Linked DNA regions of Sus scrofa: regions 2 and 3 are each linked to region 1. The links are chromatin contacts, called in public Hi-C maps. All regions are on one chromosome and are shown on one strand. The core of a region is the stretch at or near the end of the contact, and the rest is flanking DNA. Distances in the headings are between cores, read along the strand shown. Region 1 has its middle 200 kb from the start of ALDH8A1. Region 2 has its middle 34 kb from the start of SGK1. Region 3 has its middle 160 kb from the start of SGK1.

Region 1 (2,527 bases), core at 10-2,509:
CTAGGCCCAGACTTTCTCATAGGTGAGATCAAGGTGCTGGTAATTCCAAACGTAAACTCTTTCAGAGAGGAGAAAAAGAGGAAGCACTTGTCAATTCACTTTATAAGTCCAGTACAACCTTGATGCCAAAACCAGACAAGAGCAGTATGAGAAAAAAAATGTATTCAAAGAAATGATTAAACATCGGGCAAAATTCTGAAACAAAGTATCAGCTGTCAAAATTTAGCCATTGACTAGAAAAAAAAAATCACAGCCAAGCTAACAAATCTAGGGCCAGCTTAGCAGGTTAAAGGGGTGTAGGAGGCGGGAGAGAAATACGGTCACTCTGCCGTCGTAGAACAAACATTTGATGAAGTTACACGCCAGGTCATGGCTTCACAAATAAGCAAACACAGCTTCTGGCAATAATAGGAAGATCATCTCTACCTTAACCAGAAAAGGGGAATCTAAAATATTTTATTTATTTTTCAGAGATCTGGAAGCTAACCCAAAATGAGCTTTCTTCCTTAATAGAAGGACGAGGGAAGGTTGTTAATATTTAAGCCTTCTTTTTGCTCCATTGCATGTACGAATGTGTGCGTATGTGTACAGATGTGAATATATACAACCGCCCAGAGCCAAGAATGTGTGTTCTGGAGGAACGCTGCTAAATTAAAATCCTAGGATTGCATGATTTAGGGCAAATTTCCTAACTCCCCCGTGCCTCAGTTTTCTCAGCTGTAAAATGGTCAGGAAAACACCTCATTGGGTTGTTGTGAGAATTAAATAAATACATACATGTGAGGCGCGTAGGAAAATGCTTGACAGATTGTAAACCCTCAATATATGTATTAGTGGCTATGGTGATTTTTTTTTTTTTTGGTACTAAAATGTCTCCTTTATATTTTTCCTATATTTTCCAAGTTTTCTACTATATTCTACTTTTATAAAAAGAGCTGTTTTATTTATTTATTTATTTATTTATTTATTTATTTATTTATTTATGCTTTTCAGGGCTGCACCTCCTGCAGCATATGGAGGTTCCCAAGCTAGGGGTCAAATCGAAGCTGCAGCCGCCAGCCTATGCCACAGTCACAGCAATGCCAGATCTGAGCTGTGTCTGTGACCTACACCACAGCTAATGGCAATGCCAGATCCTTAACCCACTGAGCGTGGCCAGGGATCGAACTTGTATCCTCATGGACACCAGTTGTGTTCACTACCACTGAGCCACAACAGGAACTCCTAAAAAGAGCTATTTTAAACAGACACCCGCTCCCCCCCTCACAAAAGCTCAAGACCTTTGATCTGAGTTGCCTCATATGCTGCCCTGGAAGGTTGGGTTGTAGCAAACCAGCACTTTTTTTGTTTTGTTTTGTTTAATGGCCACACGCACGGCATATGGAACTTACTGGGACAAGGATTGAATCTGAGCCGCAGCTGTGACCTATGCCACAAGTGCAGCAACATTGAACCCTTTAACCCACTGTGCTGGGCTTGGGATCAAACCCATGCATCCACAGTGACCCGAGCCACTATAGTTGGATTCTTAACCCACTGCACCACAGCAGGAACAAAACATCATTTCTGAGCGCTCTACTCTCATCTGTCAGGGTACCTCTGCTAGCTACTTCTCCTATAACAGGAGGGTTGAAGCCTTGCTCTGACCACATGTTATCACCCCATAACTGTCCACTGTGAGCCGTGGTGACTCCAGTGACAAAGGAAAGGCTCTTTCTGATCCTGCTGAGACTAAGATGCCCCTGACTCACCCATGGAACTTCCTAACCAAGCATGTTCACCCTCTGTTCCTGAACACTGATTTGCCAGGTCAAAGAGTGCTTGCAAATTTGTCCTGCTGACAGGCACCTGGCTTGGGAACAGTGCTTTATTCTGTTTTCACTCAGCCTTTCCCCACATCCTGACACAGGCAGCCCTGAGCTGGTGGATTCTAATGGTATGCAGCATTTCCTAACGAATTTTAATCAATTTTCCCAATTGTTCAGGAAATGTTCTAGGTTAGAGAAAGAGGACATGATGGGAAGCTAATAACATTCCCTGTTCTCAGAAGTTTAGATTTTCATATAGGAAGATAGAAGAAAATACATAGGGTAATTATAGAGTATAGTAAGTTGTCTTAAAGGGAAAGTGCAGAGTTCTCTTGTGGCTCAGTGGGTTAAAGGCCTGGCTTTGTCACTGCTATGGCACAGGTTCTATCCTGAGCCCAGGAACTTCCAAATGCTGCAGGCACAGCTAAAAAAAAAAAAAAAAAAAAGAAGAAGAAGAAGAAGAGGAATTCCCTTCATGGCACAGTGGTTAATGAACCTGACTAGGATCCATGAGGATGTGGGTTTGATCCCTGGCCTCGCTCAGTGGGTTAAGGATCCCATGTAGCTGTGGGCTGTGCTTTAGGTTGCAAACACGGCTTGGATCCTGCATTGCTGAGGTTTAGGTGGCAGCTGTAGCTCTGATTCAATTCAACCCCTAGACTGGGAATTTCCATAAGCCACAGGTATGGCCCTACAAAGTGAAAGGAAAAAAAAAGAAG
Region 2 (2,527 bases), core at 21-2,520, 460 kb after region 1:
TCCACTGTACAGCAAACAGCAAAGTGACCCACTCATATTTTTCCTTGTATTATCTTCCATGATGTTCTATCATAGGATATTGAATATAGTTCCCTGTGCTGAACAGTAGGATGTTTTCCAAATTTTTAACACATTTAGTTCTGACAATTTTTGCTTGCTTTTTGATGTTTTGGTCAGGGTATAGGCACGTGGAGGTGCCTACTCTGCCATTTTGCTGCTGTCACCTATCTGGATAAGATTTTAAAGGTTAACTTGTCCATAGTTCCTTTCTCCCCAAAAAGGAGTCAGAAAGAGTACCCAGGGGTTGCTCTGAGGATTAAGAAATGAGATCCTTAATGTGTCTGGCCCATTGTCAACACTCCTTAAAAACAGCATTAGCAGGGAGTTTCCGTTGTGGCTCGGTAGTTAAAGAAACCAACTAGTATCCATAAGAATGTGGGTTTGATCCCTGGCCTCGAAAACTGGGTTAAGGATCCAGCATTGCCATGAGCTGTGGCATAGATTGCAGACACAGCTTGGATCCTGTGTTGCTATGGCTGTGATGTAAGCTGGCAGCTATAGCTCCAATTTGACCCCTAGCCTGGGAACCTCCGCATGCTGCAGCTTCAGCCCTGAAAAGACAAAAGACAAAAAAATATATTATTACCAATTATTATACTGAAATATAGTGTGACTTGAAATGCTCGCTTTTCTAAGTTGAGGAAAACATCGATACTGGATTGCACTGGTCTTTACTTCCTTTCATAAGACTGCTAAGGATTGTACCATTCCTACTCTTCCTTTCTCAGTAGCCGTCTCTTGCCTTTGAATATTTGGAATGTCTGTCTTATTCTTAGCCAAACTCTGGATCCACCGCTATATTTCTTAAATGTTATAGGACCTCTATAAGGAATGATAAAACACAAACTCAGTTCACGTAAGGATGCCCTAAAGCCTACTGCAAAATTAATGGAAAAGAAAATACAGAGAAAGAAAAGGCACATGTAAAGTTGCGTATGGAAAATACCTGCAAAGGGAAACAACTCATGCAGGATCTTCTTGGAACACTCACAGACTCACATTGTTATTCTGCTTACTTCCCAGAAGTTAAGATTGCAAGTGATCTGGCTGGGATCAGAACCTGCACCTCTTAAAGCTGAAATTTAGTATTTGGTAAAACTATCTACTTCTGCACATGTTATATAGATGTTTTTCATTCCCTGGACAGTCTCCCACTTATTTCTCCATGGGCCTAATGACCTACCCACTGAATACCAAAGAGATGTTGGATAAAGAATCATTGTCAAGATGGATGATTAACTTGGCTAAACACGAACACAGTTTCGCAATGGAAACCTTCCATCTCTGCCATTCAAAACTTTGTAAAAGATGTATTCATGGTGGTTTTGCTTATGCAAAAAATGCATTTCATAATTGTCAGGTATTGTTTTTAACATATGTTTCATATCAGATACAAAGAAAGGTCAAATGAGCTGGAAAAAAAAAAATGCTGGCCAGATCTGCTGTGAATGTGTCTTCCAGCACATCTGGGAACCTCTGTAAAAAATTAACTCAACATTCTGGACTCCTGGGATGGCCAGATTATTAACTGTTTTTGCAGAAGCACTCTGTGCAAGCCAAGGCATATAAGAAATATTTTTAGACCTGTAGACCATTAAATACTGTACAGTTCACCTACGGCATGAGAAAAACAGCAGGCATTTAAATGGAGACGTCTAGTTCCATTCACAGAGGAAAAATTAAACCATGCATGTGTGGGCAATGGCATTTGACAATTTAGACTCTATGGTTAACGTGTTGTTGGAAGACTGGATATCAGATTTTTTTTTCCATTAAAAGAGAATTACACATTAATAATTATAACATAGAGCAAATTATAATCACACTGGCCTTGAATCTGACATAGTTTCTGTGCAGGAAAGCAACATAAACATTTCTCCTAGAACCTCACACAAAACCCTGATCCATATTTCTATTTTTTTTTTTTTCTTCTCCTGTCAAATACTTTTTGGGAGGTAAGCTCAGGAAGAAAAATACTAAGAAGTATATTGTCATTTGAGATGAAAGATATCTGAAACATTCCTCTTTTTCCCAGAAAGCCTAGGAGTGGGTGTTTGTTTATAGTTTAACTTAGGCCTGGGAATCATTCTTTAAATTACCTTTAGGTAGTACTATGACCCTGAAATAGCCATATTTAGTTTCTTCCCTGTACCCAGTAGATAAATACCGCCTAACATATGTTAACTTTTTCCTTTTTTTTTTTTTTTTTTTTTTTTTTGCTTTTTAGGTTTACCCTGCGGCATATGGAGGTTCCCAGACTAGGGGTCGAATTGGAGCTACAGCTGCCGGCCTACAGTCACAGCCACAGCAACATGAGATCCAAGCCACGTCTGTGACCTACAGCACAGCTCACAGCAGTGCCAGATCCTTAACCCACTGAGAAAGGCCAGGGATCGAACCCCCAACCTCATGGTTCCTAGTCGAACTTGTTTCCACTGCACCACAATAGGAACTCCCCATGTTGCTT
Region 3 (2,527 bases), core at 17-2,516, 330 kb after region 1:
AAAGAAACTAAGTATTCTAACTAGTCTGACTAACCTTTCAGCCTCTCAGCCCTACCCAGCCCATATATATAGTGTCAGAATCAGATGTTACAGTGGAGAATCTGACCAGTGGTAATTTCCACTAGGAGTAGGTCTTTTTTTTTTTCCTAATGACTTGTCCATGTTGAACATTTTGATGCCATGAAAACATTGAGAAATTCCCCTTTCCCCACCCCCAAACCTCCACCCCAGTAGTTTTCCTTTCCACACATGCCTCTTCATTTCCTGATTCTGGTCTGGGCTTGAAGCAAAGCTACCTGAATCCAGCCAGAAAAGCTGTTATTATGATAGTTTTGGCCTAACAGGGGCAGGAAATACCAATAACCTTATGTGAGCTATTCCCCAATGAAGAGCCAACCTGAATGCATAATATGGAGCCCTTGCATAATTCAGATGATGCTCCGATAAGGTCTAGACAATTGGGAACACCTTCCCTTCTTTCTAATCCTTGGAGGCCACTGGGTAGGTATGGATCCCCCACAAGGAAATGCTGAAATAGGAGGCTGTAATAACAGGTTTTAATTTTTGTACATGCAAGCCCCCAAGAAGTAACAAATAACATTTCTATTAGGAAAATTGTTCCAAATGCTAACTTAACTGTCAAATGGATAGGAAAAAAAAAAAAAAAAGATTGCCAACAAAAACGTAGAAGTCTTGGTCTTAGTCCTTGAGAATGAAGGACTATTAGATTTGCTGCCCAGTCCTTCCACAATTATGCATGTTCATTTCAATCAGGCTGTGAGGTAAAACAAAGTAGAGTTCCTTTCCCTGGTGCATTGTAAGGAAGAAATAAAGAAAAGGAGAGAGAGAGATATTTACCCAGGAAACTGCGTGATCTTCCCACCAAGACCATAAGCCCATTTATAAAACACATACAGCACATACAACATCCCATGATATGATCCATCTTTCTTTCAGTGAAATATAATACTAACAAACTGATGTTATCAATATCTGGGTTATAAAGTTGGCAGCTTTTGGAGATCCTGTGAAATTGAATTGTTATGATCATTACACAACTACAGATGTGATACATTCATTTGAGTAATAAAAAAATAAAAATAAAAATAAATAAAGTTTTCAGCTTTAATCCTGTTCTTCAACTGTACCTTAAGCCTCTAAACGTGGGTGTTTATGATAACCTAGTTCTTACTCCTACCCGGAGCACTTTTGACATTGCTCTTGTTGTTTGCAGTCTTTGTTTGCCAGTCCTGTTTACTGTGCTCAGAATAGCATTCAAGAGAAACAAACACTGTAGAATTTGCATTGGCCTTGTTGTGACCTGCCTGATGACTCGCCTTCACTCTACCAACCCATGCTTTCCCAGCTCTGCCACCAGGGTATTTTTCCCCCAATTAATTGGAGAACACTGTTTACCTGGACTCAAGTACATGTCTGGGCTGGGCTGTTGGAACTGCCTTGGGGAAGAGCACGAAGGCAGGCCTGTAGGTAGCTGGCCCTCTCCCTAAAGTCTAGAGACAGTAGGGCATGAGATTTTCAAAACAACTTCCTCTTCGGAAAGCTTGAGGATTTTTGGTTTGTTTTGTTTTGTTTTTTCTTTTTCTTTGAATGGTTACCTCTGAACATAATGACTTCTATTTGCTTAGCTCCCAAATATTCTATGACCATTTAGGATGGTCACAAACAGAGACAGTGGAATTGGTCAGAAGGATGCTGGATGACCCCGCTCTTTCCTGCAAAGTCCTTCACACAGAATAAGAGCCCAGCTCTGTGTCTGTCAATAGGTAATTAAATGAATGAATGAACACACTAAAGAAATAGAATACGTAGCTCAGCTTTACTGGGAATGAGGGCCTGCCAACCCCAAAGGCTCACTTAGGCAAGAGCCTGCTAATTCTAAAAGCATGGTAGTTGGATGAGTTTCCTGGCACTGATTAAGCCCCACCAAACAACCCAGGTTGGAGGTTAAGGGCGTGACCCTTCTTCATTGTATTATTGCTAAATCAGTATGCATATTTTGACCCTCAATTCTACTGAAATCTGTTATCTGTTTTATAAATGATTCTTGCTCCTGGCCACTGTTCCTCTACCCACCCACCACCAACCTTTTAGCCTTTTGACTATTCATTTCAATCTCTTCCCAAATTAAAAGGATTAGGGAGGAGCCTTAAAACCAGTTTTTCTCTTAACTGAACACTCCTATGAAAATGAGACCAGGAAATGAGGGCGAGGGAAAAGGTAAAAAGAAGTTGAAAAGCTTGTGTGATCCCAATCCTACTAGAAGGGATAATCTAAACCTAGTGATGGGGAGGCGGGGTGAAATGGAGAACAAACATTAAGAAAGGAACTTCACTGCTTTACAAGTAAATAACAAACCCACACTGAAGGGGGTGGGGAACAAGAGCATTAACCTGAGTGACTCCGGGGAAATAGTATTTTATCTGTATACTAACAGTTTGTATTCAACTATGTACACATATACACTGCATCTCTCAGGGGGTGTGGGTTAGCAATCCTGAAACTGTCT

What was found. Hi-C and Micro-C count contacts between places; a contact is called where the count stands out from the background.
Region 2: a contact with region 1 is called in a Hi-C map of liver, with 6 times the contacts expected there. The contact joins two enhancer-like sites. A contact is called at or near these places in 1 of 47 Hi-C or Micro-C datasets (liver) and 1 of 2 datasets of contacts at active chromatin or transcription factors (alveolar macrophages).
Region 3: a Hi-C map of liver shows a contact between it and region 1, with 1.6 times the contacts expected there. The contact joins two enhancer-like sites. A contact is called at or near these places in 3 of 47 Hi-C or Micro-C datasets (liver and skeletal muscle) and 1 of 2 datasets of contacts at active chromatin or transcription factors (alveolar macrophages).

What each region holds. Positions count from the first base shown.
Region 1 is chr1:29,256,727-29,259,253 of Sscrofa11.1, forward strand. No RefSeq gene overlaps it. Among named protein-coding and RNA genes, the nearest start is that of ALDH8A1, 200 kb to the left of the region's middle. Within about 2 kb of position 1,260, at least 4 of the 83 cell types and tissues checked have an H3K27ac peak or open chromatin away from gene starts, as enhancers often do. A contact at or near this core is called in liver, where this site is marked.
Region 2 is chr1:29,712,706-29,715,232 of Sscrofa11.1, forward strand. It overlaps a transcript of SGK1 not described here. Among named protein-coding and RNA genes, the nearest start is that of SGK1, 34 kb to the right of the region's middle. Within about 2 kb of position 1,271, at least 8 of the 83 cell types and tissues checked have an H3K27ac peak or open chromatin away from gene starts, as enhancers often do. A contact at or near this core is called in liver, where this site is marked.
Region 3 is chr1:29,591,400-29,593,926 of Sscrofa11.1, forward strand. No RefSeq gene overlaps it. Among named protein-coding and RNA genes, the nearest start is that of SGK1, 160 kb to the right of the region's middle. Within about 2 kb of position 1,267, at least 6 of the 83 cell types and tissues checked have an H3K27ac peak or open chromatin away from gene starts, as enhancers often do. A contact at or near this core is called in liver, where this site is marked.